Regions from separate parts of the Danio rerio genome. Here region 2 is linked to region 1. Evidence: chromatin contacts called from public Micro-C data. All regions are on one chromosome and are shown on one strand. Each heading gives the region's core, a stretch centred on a gene start, on an enhancer-like site or on the middle of the called end of the contact. The rest is flanking DNA. Distances are from core to core; before and after follow the strand shown. Region 1 overlaps tbcd (tubulin folding cofactor D). Region 2 holds the start of metrnla (meteorin like, glial cell differentiation regulator a).

Region 1 (7,118 bases), core at 515-3,014:
GTCCCAGCAGCCATTGGAGCAAAGGCATGGAGCCTAAAATGCTAAGTAGGTGATACATTTGAAAACTTTTTTATATATAGTTATCCAAAGAGTTTTTAAGTACTTATTATTTCTATTTTCTTTTTTCATCTCTGAAACCATGAAAATATTTTAGTTGTGGCTTTAACTTTAACCTATATATATATATATATATATATATATATATATATATATATATATATATATATATATATATATATATATATATATGTATATGTATATATAAATGTATATATATATATATATATATATATATATATATATATATATATATATATATATATATAATAATGTATATATATACATATACATTTATATATATATATATATATATATATATATTTATATATATATATATATATATATATATATATATATATATATATATATATATATATATATATATATATATATATATATATATATATATATATATATATATACATATATATGTGTACATATATATACTGGTTAAAGTTAAAGCCACAACTAAAATATTTTCATGGTTTGAGAGATGAAAAAAGAAAATAGAAATAATATGTACTTAAAAACTCTTTGGATATATATATGAAGGCAGTTCATTCAGCTGTGGCAACCTCAGATTAATAAAGGGACTAAGCCGAAAAGAAACTGAATGAGTAAATGAAATATGTAAATGTGTTTATCCATTATTAAATTGATTTATTTATTTTAAACCCTAGATAGGTGTTTACATGTTCCCCCCTTGTTGGCGTGGGGTCCCTCCAGGTGCTCCAGTTTCCCCTACAGTCCAAAGACATGCAGAATGGGTGAAAAGGGTAAGCTACATAGTCTGTAGTGTATGTGTGTATGTCCCGGTGTTCCAGATTGGGGGTTGAACATTGGGCTAACAGCTCACTACATAAAAACGATGTAACAAAACACCAATATGGTGCAGCTGAATATCAACTTCGATATACAAAAATGACCCTGGGAGTAAGTAAGTGAACCATAGATAGACAATACCAGTGCTGCCATCTCTGTCACGTGAAGAAGAATTTGATTCAAATTGTAATAAAATGTACGAATTTCACTGCTCTTTCTATATTTTGATCAGAAACCTGCAGTCTTGGTGAGCATATAGTAAGAGACTTTCAGAAATATGAAAAAAGAAAAAAAAAAAAAAAAACTCACCATCCACAAAGTTTTAAACAGTAGTGTATAATCAGAAAATGAACCTCAAACAAACAAAAAAAGGAATAATAATAATAAAAAAAGTACAGGAAGAAATCAGCATTCCAGATAAAAGACAAAAGGGAATGGAAAGATCAAGCTGATGAGCAGAAGATCCCTCCAGGGGCCCTCAGTCACCACCAAAAGCATGAGCACAAGCGTGAAGGGACAAGGTGCCAACAGTGCTCGCTCACTTCCAGCTAAATTTGTTTTGAGTGAATGCCGGGCCCGCTGGAGGAGCTGTGGTTTTCGCGTCTGAGCCGTTTACACCCTGTGCACTTTGAGGCCAGGATGGGCAGAGGCTCACATTTGTGGCAGCTTTTCAGTTTATTCAAACACATGTCAGCCATTTTCTAAAAAACACCAGAGCGTTTCAACACCAGCTTATTTTTCAAAACCCAAAACGACAGACCACTTTTGTGTTGCAATTCTTGAAAATCTGAAATGAAGCAATGCAAAGTAAAGCTACACGGTCTAGTAGTGTCAATTTCCCTTAAAGCATTCAAACTCCTGACCGCGCTCACCATAGGCAGACTCTCTGGAGGATAGAGCGGCGACGGCTCCCTCTGTTGGTCACTGCTGGGTCTTTTATCACCATGCAATTTATTGTAATTGATCAATTGCTGCTACCTCATTGCTTTGCCACATACTGTATAATTATTCTGATTGATGGTTATGCTGTAAAACTGTTTAAATTGCATTTCTGTATAAGTATATAGATCATTCATACCCATGGGGTATGCCATGTCAGCAACAATAGCTATTATCATAATTCAAACTGTATAATTTCAATAAAATATTTACAAAAAATTGTCAGCATGCAAAAATATACTATATATATATAGTTGATGTTATTAGCCCCCCTGAATTATTAGCAACCCCCCTTTATTTTTTTACCCAATTTCTGTTTAAAGGAAAGAAGATTTTTTAAAATAAATTTCTAAACATAATAGTTTTAATAACTCATTTCTAATAACTATTTTTTTTTTCATGATGACAGTAAATTATATTTAACTACATATTTTTTAAAACATTTCTTTACAGATTAAAGTGACATTTAAATGTTTAGCTAGGTTAATTAGGTTAACTGGACTGGTTAGGGTATATAAGGCTATATATATATATATATATATATATATATATATATATATATATATATATATATATATATATATATATATATATATATATATATATATATCTTATCTTATATATCTATATATATATATATATATATCTTTTTTTTTTTTTTTTGGAAGAAAATGCTAATGGTCTAATCTAATTCAATTAATTATGCTAAGCTAAGCTAAAAGTGACCCTGCCAGAACAACAAATGCGCTAAATGGATTAAAAAATGGTTAAAGTCAACTGTTTACTGTCAATTGTAAATGACAGAAAAAAAAATGTGTTCCTTTAAGCAAAAAAGAGGCCACTGTGTTTTAATGGTTGTGTTTATGTGGTGTGACCTACTGTAGATTCGGTGAGGCCTCCCACAGACACACAAAGACCCAGAAGCGTGTGATACTGGTACTGAGGAAGGCGCAGCAGCTGTGTGATGTGAGGGAAGGCCTGTGATGCTGCGTTCCAGTTCAGGGAGTTTCCAGTCTCTCTAAAGTATGTTAAAAAAAGAAAACACCACAGGTCAAAGATAATTAATCAAGCGACTGGATTACATCTCAAATTGTAAGCAATGAAAGTATCTGTTTCCTGAAACTTCAATGCAAAAGTGCACCTCCCAAATTTAATTACATTATGTAAGTAGTGTCAATGGCTGACACATTCAGTCTTCTGCACGCATCGCAAACAGAGATGTGGTAAATGCTTTTCTCTGTCTATTTGAGGTAAGCCTGGCCTGTGAAATCAATGTTTATTTTTTATAAAGTTTTTAATACATTTACAAGCGAGAGGTTTTTGCTAAACTTGAGGCGAAAGCTAATTGGCTGCACCCATGTGTGGACTGTCTAATGGCATTTTTTTTTACTTTTATTTTTTTATTTTTAACGTGGCATAGGAAGAAAAAAAAAAAAAACAAGTGGCAAATAGAGAGAGTGAATCAATTGCCAAATGCTTTTTTAAAATGCTATTTCAAATGTGCATTTATAATGCATTTGAAGTAATTTAATTACATAATTTTTATGGCTTGATCAATGAGCATTTTAAAACATGAATTAAATAAACAGTTATAAAACTGCCTATTTATTTACACATTTAAAATAATTTTAACTTGATTGTTTTATTAAATGACATTTAAAAACACAATTAAAATAATTACATTTAATTGTCTATTTATTTGTCAATTTAAATGTATTTGTATACCTTTTTATGCTTCAATTATTGAATTAACAGTTTGATTCTTTGTTTTATGGCACTTCTGGTTCTTTATACTTTAATAAATGCATCAGAGCAAAACCATTTTTGTTGCTTTTTACTGCAAAAGGTAAAAAAACGAAAGTATAACTATTGTTCTGAACCATAGTTATAGACATGTAGGATTTAAAGTTGTTATTTCTTTTTTAATAACACAATAATATTAACCACAGTTCTGTTATGAGAACTTCTGGAGAAATTAAGGCTCAATCCCAATACTATTTTTGTACCCCTTCCCCTCAGCCCTTAAAAACGAGTGTACAAGGGAAGGGCTTCACAGTGCAAGGCACTGTATAGGGGAAATTCACCCCTAATGCCCCATTCACTCGGGGCATCAGCTTCAACGCTTCCCATTCAATTTGAATGGGTAACGTCAGTTGTTGCCGAACTGCATTGTGGAGCCGTCGGCGCCGCTTCAGTGGTGGTGCTCGCTGCAGAAGTTGGGACTTGCTCAACTTTTTAAGCGCTGATGGAAGCATCAGCCAATCAGATCGCTGTATGCAATTGCATCAGCTCAGACAGTAGCCGATTGCTGACTAATTTTATTGGCTGAGGATGTTAAGACGATCGCTTCAACCCCAACTTCAGACATGCCCTTTGTCAAACGTTGATGCTGAAGCCCCGTGTGAATGGGCCATAAGAATTGGGACAGCACTACAGCACCTGCACACATCACCATTTGTCATCGCGATTTGAATGAGATAAGACGATCGCGACTGCTAAAGTTATCCCAGATGTGTTATTTTTTTGGTATTTATTTTGAGGAAATCACTGAAGGCGTACAGTATATTGTTATCATAATGATATAATGTGGAAATAAGATTGTAATACTGTGCATTTACACAGTGGCCATATTCATCTATGTAAACACACCAAAAACAACATTAACATTATAGCAGACGCTATAAAATCCCATTTCCAGCCACTAGACTTTTCTGACAGGGTATTCAAGTGTCATCGAGTGTCAAAATGTTGTGGGACTGCTATACAGGAGTTATGATTATGTATTATAAATCACAAAATTTCGTTTTTTTTTTTTAACATGACAGTAAAACACGAACGTGGTTATGAATATATTAAAACATGTTTGTTTGTTGTAAAAAATTGCAATGACGAAAAATACCAATTTGTTGATTTCCTAATTTCCGGGTGTAACTATTCTGCCGTTGTGGCTGGTGTATTCTGGGAAATTTTTTTACGCCTTGGTTTCGACCCCTTGGTGTGGTCCTGAAAAATCTTTATTCAAAGGGCTATTTCACCCCTTCCCCTTAGCCCTACGCCTTCAACTAAAAATAATTTGGAAACCCCTTCACGGGAACAGGCAAAATAGTAAGAGAAAGGGCTAAAGGGTAGAATTAAGATTGGGCCTAAGTATAGTTATGAATATGATTATGCAATGTTGATATGTTTGATTTTGGCAGAAGAGATCTGCTATGCTGCTGCTGCTTTTACTATTGCTGCTGCCAACAACGTAACACTTAAGAACACCAGTAGTAAATCTATACACAGGTGGAGCTGGGGTGGAGGGGGGTCTCTGAAAACTGGCTTCAGTATGTTAAAGCACATGACAATAAGGTATATAAATGTTGAGGAGCAAGCTCATTAGCTGCTGAAGTGACATCAACTTATCACATATGCCATTTTGTTGATTATATCATGGGAAGCCGATTGGACAGGATCTATCAGTCCTATATTTCAGTTTCATGACAGAACTTTGTATACATATTTTTTATTTAATGTAGTCTATTTTATAATTAAACCTTCAAGACTATACTAATAAGTAAAACATAAAAAAGTATATATATATATATATATATATATATATATATATATATATATATATAAAAAAGAAAGTAGAGTCATATAGGCCTATATTGTATCACAATATTTAATTTAAAAACCAGTAAAATGATTACTCATAGCAACTAAAATGAACTATATTTTTCAGATTTCTCAATACACAAAACTTTTGATTTGAATTGTTTCACTTACGGAGGGAAGATGCTCAGTAGCTCCTCATGGTGGGGAATGTGAGGTACTGCAGGATCTGTGCTATGGAGCAGGCGCAGAAAAACAGTGCCAGCATGGGCCCTGTAGCGGTCGATCTTCTCCGCAGCCTGCTGGGCCAGGCAACACATCATGCGCAGGACACTACAGACAACGGGGAACATATCAGTCCTGTCAGAGCTAATTGCAAAGGTAGAGATGTACAGTAAATATTTGATACCTCTAGAATTTGTATTTGGAGTTTTGACTCAAAATGGGGCACTGATTATACCATGTAGCTTATCAAATGTGCAAGTAAAAAAAAAATTAAATAATTGTGTGTCACTTTAAATGCAAATGAGTTGCAGCTTTACATAGAAAGTTGGAGCCTTTATATGCTTTTCTGACACACCAGAAAATATCCAACAAGCAAGTTTCATTAAGCCAAAACTTCAGAAATTACAAGAAGCTGACATGTCACTGCTCTATCCTGTTGTGCTGGCCTTAGCAAATAAACATTACACTAAGTACAATTCTGTCATTTTTTTTTAGAAAGCAAAAAAAAATGCATTTATGAATTATACTGACGGTGCTACTTTTTTTGATAAATCTACCAACACAGTTCGGATCTCTGCGAATATAGTACATAGTAACATTTGCAAAGATTGATCACGAAGAGATTTTAAAGAGTCGAAGGTGGTCAAACACCACCTCATCATGCCACATCTTTTTTATGAGTTTACATACAGAAGCAGTTCCATTCAGCGGCTGTCCGTGGAAAATAGAAAACAATGTAAAGATGACATAACCTCGTGGAGGAGGCTGTTCATCAGATGTTTAAGAAACGGTTATTCTCTCACAGCTGCCTTTGTTGTTGCGTTTAAGACTACATGCGAGCAGTGTGACACATTTACAACCACACTTACTGCAGTGGAAAAATGTCACATAGCTAGGGATGTCCCGATCTGATATTGATATCGGAAGTAGGTCTGATATCACTCCAAAAAACTCTTTTAGGCTGCATTTACACAACAGATCTTGATGGTCAATTCCGATTTTGTGACTGTATCTGATTTTTTTGATGACATCATCTTTTAAAAGTGACTCGTATGCGATGGTCTGCATTTACACAGCACACGGCAAAGGCGCAATGAGCAGGAAAAAACAGAGCGGGCACTAACTAACAGCTGATAATTAAAGAGCGCTCTTTTCTCTATTCCTGTATGCAATCTGTGCGCAGCTTTTGACAAGCTGTTTTAGTATAGTTTATGACAGAAACGTTCTCATTTGTCCATCTTCTTTTGATATATAGGCTTTTTTTCAAACCTTTAGGCCTCTTAATGTAATGTCCATGGCTTGATTTATGCATGTGATGTAGCTATGCACTAGTTTTATATTAGCTTATATTGGTTACGTGGCGAACATTGCCGACATTGGTTACATCACAGTTACTTGATCGCCCAAAATTAAACCCACATGCAGCAAAATGAGTATAAAACAGACGTCTTCGGAAAGTTTCCTAGCTAAGAGGAAAA
Region 2 (6,780 bases), core at 2,806-5,305, 150 kb before region 1:
CAAAATGTGTAATGATTTTATATATGCTGAAATACGACAAAGCAATCAAGCCATGGATTGCGAGAAATAAAGCAGCAATGTAGCAGCTCCACTTAATGTTTGTGTTTTCCTGGCTGTTTTTATTTAAGCTAATAAAACTTTACCACTGGAGCAAAGGGGTGGTGATTTGTTTTAGTTTTGTTTACTACGGTAAATGTCTGCTTGTTTCATGGCTGTTCACTTTCAGTAGTTTAACCTGAAAGAGAATGAAACATACACCCCATGACAGAAGTCTTCTCACCAAGTTTTCAGAACAACAAATAATAACATGACTTTTAGTTGATTATTTGGTTTTAAAAGTGGCTAATAGGAAGAGCAACGGCCTCTTCATTACGCTTATTTTACCAAAATAAAATATGACCATGCCTTGATTTTTAATTATTACATTAGGACAAAAGGTGTAACTTTGCGTAAAAGTCTTATCACTTAACAGAAATATTGTACAGTATAAAGTCATAGTGCTATGGAAAAAGTAATTATTCTTATACAATTATTAATATTAATTATTAATACTTATATAAGTTATTATACAATATTGTGTATGACTCCCATGATCTTGGAGGACTGCATCCATACATCTCTGCCGTTCCAAATGACTTTATTAATATGTTATTTAAGTCATTGCAAAGAAAGTGTTCCAGGAGGAATCCCAGAGTTCATCAAGGTTTTTTGGATTCATCTTCAATGCCTTCTCCATCTTACCCCTGACATGCTTAATAATGTTTATGTCCGGTGACTGGCCTGGCCAATACTGGAGCACCTTGACCTACTTTGATTTCAGGAACTTTGATGTGGAGGCTGAAGTATGAGAAGAAGCGCTATCCTGCTGATCCTTTGCCCTCTCCTGTGGTTTGTAATGCAATGCACAAATGTCTTGATAGCTCAGGCTGTTGATGTGGACATCCACTCTGCAGATCTCTTGCAAACCCCCATACTGAATCTAACCCCAAACTATGATTTTTCCTTCACCAAACTTTACTGATTTCTTTGAGAATCTTGGGTCAATGCAGGTTCCAGTAGGACTTCTGCAGTATTTGTGATGATTGGGATGCAGTTCAACAGATGGTTCATCTGAAAAATGATCAACTTTTCCAAACGATCAACTAGAAGTCAAGTTATTATTTGTTGCTCTTACAACTGGGATTGACGACAAGACTTCTGTCAGGTAGTGTATTCTGTTACATAATCCTATCACATATAACATTTAGCATGCTATTACATATTGCATTTTTCTTTAACATTGCACAGCCTTACAAAGCAGCCATCAAACACAATTCTAATATTAACTGCTCAAATTTATTTACTTTTTTTGGAAGGAAAACCAGAAGTTGACTTATTTCAGTTTGCTGAAGTGCTTCCAACTGAAACGGAATATTAAGTGGGGTGGAGCTTTCTTTTTGCACATCATTCCCTCATGGCAAACTAAAAAAAAGGGGTGTGGTTAAGAAAATCATAGCTGCAATGTCAAAAGAGAAGGACCGCCACTTCAAATGTGAAAGCAAATGGTCAGACTTTGATTCAAAATTACCAAAACAAAAACATATTTCAAGGTTTTCAACTTGCACAGATTAATTATTCTCTTTAAAAATAACAATTTGTGCTAGTAACATAGACATTACACATTTTGATTTCACACTGTCTTTAAACACATCAACCCATATTGGTTAGTAGCAAAATGACGGCATCCCACACTCGCACCTAAATAACGTCGGTTGGATCTTTTGTAGGGATTTACTTCAGTGGTCTTTTATTCTGTGAAACACAGCAAAGGAAACTTCAAACATTAGGGCGATTGTTGTGAACAGTCTGCACCAGACTCGAGTCCAAAAACTGAAGCTCATAGGAAAGAAAGGCTTTTCTCAGAGCAGGAAGAATGAAGTTAATGTCTTTTCAAACAAGGTGTTAAGACCCACGCGCAAGGCTTGCTGCATGACCCGTCACGTGCAGGCATGTGCGCACACACATACACATTAACCGTCTCTCATTTTCCCCCCTTCTCTTGATCTCTCATTTCCAAGGTTTTGGCAAGCTCCAGCCACTGGCATTTTGCCGTGGGCAGGATTTTTTAAACTTAAGTCAATGGTTCCTTGGACACACAGGCCTCTCTGCAGAGACAGTAGCCGAACCCGAAGCATGCAAGTGCAAATGCAGGTCACGCAGCGAACCTCCCCTCGCCTTTCAACTCCTCAAAAAGACGAGGAGCTGCATGTCCGGGCAGCAGTCCTGCCGCTGTCCACCGGCCACACAAAAGGCTCTCTCCACTACTTTTTTAGACATCATCTGCGGTTTCCGCGCCTCAAGTCTGCGGCCCGCTGTCAGTTAGGCAGAAAATGAGCCATCTGCTTCTCAACCCTCCAGCGGTTCTTCAATTAGAGATAAATTAAGGCCTGCTGCAAAAGCAGGGTCCAGATTCAACTCTTCCAAAATGAATGAGGAGGTGAGGAGCAAAACTCCTGTGGAGCCTGGGGTGACACATGTGCAGAGCAGACCCGCAAGCTGCCGTGCCCTCGTTCATAACGGCTCCTCTTTAATTAAGAGCATTTGAAATCCCGCTCGGCCGTAATGAGAGGCTGAACTCAGACCTGGCAAATCAACACCAGATTATGGCTGAACAGTCACTGTATTATTACTGTAAAAAGACTTCACAGAGACCCCAAATGTGTCATGTTTGAGGAATTTTCGATGATGGAATTGAGCCACTGCTGAGGAATAATACCAATGAAGAAATGTGGTGGGGAAATCAGTAGCTTAATATCTTTCAGAACTTTAAGCATGAAGGATGTGGAAGCCATCTTGACCTAATAGGACTCCATACAAAAAAAGCTGCTAGAATTTGTTTTGTTTTTCCATTTATGATGCAGTGCCTGAGTGTGTAGGCAATGGCTCATTCATTTAGTTAAACTGTACTGTATAAAACCAACCCCCCAAAAAAGTAGTATGATTTGCATATTATATGCGAGTCGTTAACTTGGGTTAGGACAAACCAGTGAGTAAAAATGAAATCACTGCTTCAGACAGCTTCTGAATTCAGGTTAAGCCAGATATGTTCAACACAAGATGTTGTATTTTTGTTTTCCAGCACAGTTATCTTACCATCTTTTTTATTAGGTCAAATATTTGAACATTTCAATATATATTAGCACACATTTAATTGAGAAGCAAAAAAAAACCCCCATAATATTACACCTTCCTTTAGTGACTAAAATACAAGCAAAAAACAAACTAAACTAAAAGTTGTTAGAAAAACTGCTTAGTTCTTTCTTTGAAATTTCATGGATTTCCATATCATTCAAGTATAAAATCACTAATAGATTAGTTTTCTAGTGTAAATGAGTATGCTACATAAAATTAAGCTAAATAGAAAGACAAATAAAGAATATAGTACATACAAGCTCAACAATATCACTTTACCAAAAAAAAAAAAAAAAAAACTGGCCCTAATACTAAAAGTAGCTAAATATTCCACACCTTAATGCTAAAAATGGTGTTCATAGACTAATAATAATATTAATATAATATTAATATTAATAATAATAATAATAATAATAGCATAATATTCATTATCTCTCTTTCTATTCGCTCATTGAATAGTTCAAGGAGTTAAATCTCTATCTTCTTTTTACTAAATGAAACTGCATTTTACTCTAAATGGGTAAAAAAAGGATTAATATAGATGTTTAAAGAGCGTCTCACCTGCCCCTCCAGCTGCACTGATCACTTGAGTACTGGGAGCGCGCAATCCGACACAGAAGCACAACCGACAGCAAATACGCCAAGAACGGCGAGAGCATGTTTGTCCGACCGCGGTCTCCTTCTCCCCAAGCGAGATACTATACAACTCTGCGGTGCAGGTGTGAAAGCAAAAGGTCCAGCATCGGTATGTTCTCTACATCGTGTTTTTCTTTAGTATCGCTTCGCTTTCTAGCCCGTTATTTACTCGAAAAGCGCTTCTAAAGCCGAAAGTCCGAGAAGCGCGCTCGTTCGCTCAGTCCATGTCGCGCACACTGAGCAGCAGTGAAGAGCTTAGGAATCCGAGCGCAGAGCCGCTCGCTCAACTTTGAAGATCGCGCACGCGCACTCAACGCCTGTAAATTACTCGAGAGGAGGCGAGTTTCTTTAGCAGTTCTCTGAGCTCGGATTCCTCTGCGCATCATCGCCAGCTGACCGACGCAGGACGCATGCGCATGAGTTCATGTTGAAATATTAACAACTGTCCTCACCCTCACCCAAGTGGTTTAAAAACTTTTTGGAATTCTTTATTGTGTTGAACACAAAAGATGTTTTGAAGAAAGCTCAAAACATATAAATATTCAAATTTTATTTGTTAGCAAAGGTTAATGATGCAATTTTAGTCCAGAAAATGCATGACAAACATTTTTTTATGCAACAATGTTAAGGGAGGAGCATATATTAAATGCTTTTCTATTTTTAGACTTCGAAATCACTTTTATATACATTTTAATCTTTTTCTAGTACCACTTTTCTGAGAGGTTTACTTTTTGCACACTTGAGTATGTGAAATTTACATATAAATAAAATCTTTGTTATCTTTAACAAAAAAAAAAAAAAAAAAAAAAAAAAAGCCCAAATCACATATTTATAAGATAAGGAAAATGTTTTCAAAATATTATAAGCAATAAAAGTTTCAAAATTAATCGAAAAAGTTTTGTATATTGGCAAAACCAAAATAAACGAAGAAATAAAGTTTTCTAATTTAATATAAATTTTCCATTGTTGTAGAAATATATATTTTTCAGGATACATTTTATGAAGTAATTTAAGTTATATTTATTTAGCCTTATTTGTAATGGGGGAAAATGAGTTGATGACCATACTTGAGTCCAGTTTATATTGTTAAAGCTATGTTCCAGTAAAAAACAACATATGGTATCTTCACATATCTTCTTTTAGTATTATAGATCATTTTGTGATTATTAGGCTTAAATCCAGAGAAACAGACAAAGCCGACTGAGGCCTGTTCAGGTTTAGGAGGACAAACTGAAAGAGCTGATGTACATGCACTGCTATTGTGCAGCATATCAGGTAATGGTTACATTAATATAATAAATTCTTGTAAAGTAATAGGAATTTAATGTAAATTTTGTTCCTTCATTATCAAATAATTTAGCAACTATATCAGACTGCTGTTAAGCCAATAATGAAAGAATAGTGACTTAATTCTATACAAGATATTGGCATTATTCCAAATAAGAAAACTATGTGGGGAGAAGTTGTTTATAAATTAGCCTCCATGACGTAAGCAATTGATGATATTTTGAGAGTTTGATTAAGTTTTTCAATTTTATAATTACACATTAAAATAATTATATGATAGAAAATGAAACAGGGGATAATATTCTAGATAGATAAGTTACTTATAAGAAATAAAAAAATTTTCGGCTTAGTCCCTTTATTAGTCAGGGGTTGCCACAGCGGAATGAACCAATTTATCCAGCATATGTTTTATGTAGTGGATGGTCATGTCTTTTTACTGTGGGGGAAACCCGAGCACCCTGCGGAAACCCACGAACTCGGGGAGAACATGCAGCTTTCACACAGATATGCCGACTTACCCAGTCGAGGCTTGAACCAGTGACCTTCTTGCTGTGAGGCGATCATGCTACCCTCTGCACCACCGTGATGCCCCTTATAATTCATTCACTCGTTCATTCATCCTTTCATTCATTCATTTTCTTTTTGGCTTAGTTCCTTTATTAATCCGGGGTCCCCACAGCGGAATGAACCGCCTTATTTCCAGCACATGTTTTACGAAGCGGATGCCCTTCCAGCTGCAACCCATCTCTGGAAGCTTATTGTCTTATGCAAGTAATTTTAAATTACTATTTAGGGAATTAAAATGAATAAAATTTAGACCATCTTTATCTATTATGCATTCAGCATTACTGATGTTTTAATATAATAAATTTAGTTTTTCCAAATAAACTGTCAACTTTTAAAGAAAAAAAAAGGTATAAAAGTCAATGGTTACATGTTTATAATTTTTTAACTCGAAAACGTGCCTTGGACTGATTTTTGGCATTTATTCTGATAAATCCCTTACCCAAAGAGCACGACACATTATTTAAGCAACTCCTGAGCACTTTCTGTTTTGTGTTTAACAGAATAAACATAACCAAACTGGATTGGGACATGAAAGGGAATGATGATAGAATTCTCAATTATGTGCAAACTATTTAACAAACTACCTTTAACTTACCTACTTACTTGCACTGAAGTGCTGAAACCTACATCCTAAAGTTTTTACTCTCTATCAGGTCAGTGGGTTTATTTATAATTATTTTATCACAATAAAGGACTGCTTTCAAATTTTTGGCTTTCTCAGGAGCAGACGTTGCCATCATTGTACTTAAACTTAGAGAGCAGCAAATAGAGTACATCAAATAATTTGTGTTACAATGCTAGTTGCTCAAATAATAAAAGAAAAAACTAAACAATAGTGTCATCAAGACTTTCAAAAAAGGGGAAACAATGAGTGAGACTATTAACGCCAGTCAGAAGAGAGAACCAAGTCAAATTTACTGTCCCACCCATAAACACTGCATTAGAAGCCAGAGGTCCAAAGTTTGCCCCATACAAGAGCTCATTTGCTTTATTTTGACTGCAATGCCATCATAAACTGTGAAAATAACCTATCAAAAAAGGCTTTAAAACCAACTAAAATCCTCTGTTGGCTGTCACTTCAGTGTGACTTCTGCTAATCAGTAATGGCCAATACTAACA

What was found. A called contact is a pair of places that touch in the nucleus more often than the background predicts.
Region 2: a contact with region 1 is called in a Micro-C map of caudal fin, with 5 times the contacts expected there. The contact joins the promoter of metrnla here to the enhancer-like site in region 1. A contact is called at or near these places in 2 of 18 Hi-C or Micro-C datasets (caudal fin and an unstated tissue) and 1 of 4 datasets of contacts at active chromatin or transcription factors (caudal fin).

Annotation. Positions count from the first base shown.
Region 1 is chr3:49,399,902-49,407,019 of GRCz12tu, reverse strand. It overlaps tbcd (tubulin folding cofactor D), which reads right to left. Exons shown (of 39, transcript XM_073944965.1): 31 at 5,590-5,748; 32 at 2,701-2,839. Among named protein-coding and RNA genes, the nearest start is that of znf750, 54 kb to the right of the region's middle. Within about 2 kb of position 1,764, at least 8 of the 62 cell types and tissues checked have an H3K27ac peak or open chromatin away from gene starts, as enhancers often do. A contact at or near this core is called in caudal fin, where this site is marked.
Region 2 is chr3:49,552,357-49,559,136 of GRCz12tu, reverse strand. metrnla (meteorin like, glial cell differentiation regulator a) reads right to left here and starts at 4,055. Exons shown (of 4, transcript NM_212985.1): 1 at 3,733-4,055. The coding sequence starts at 3,830.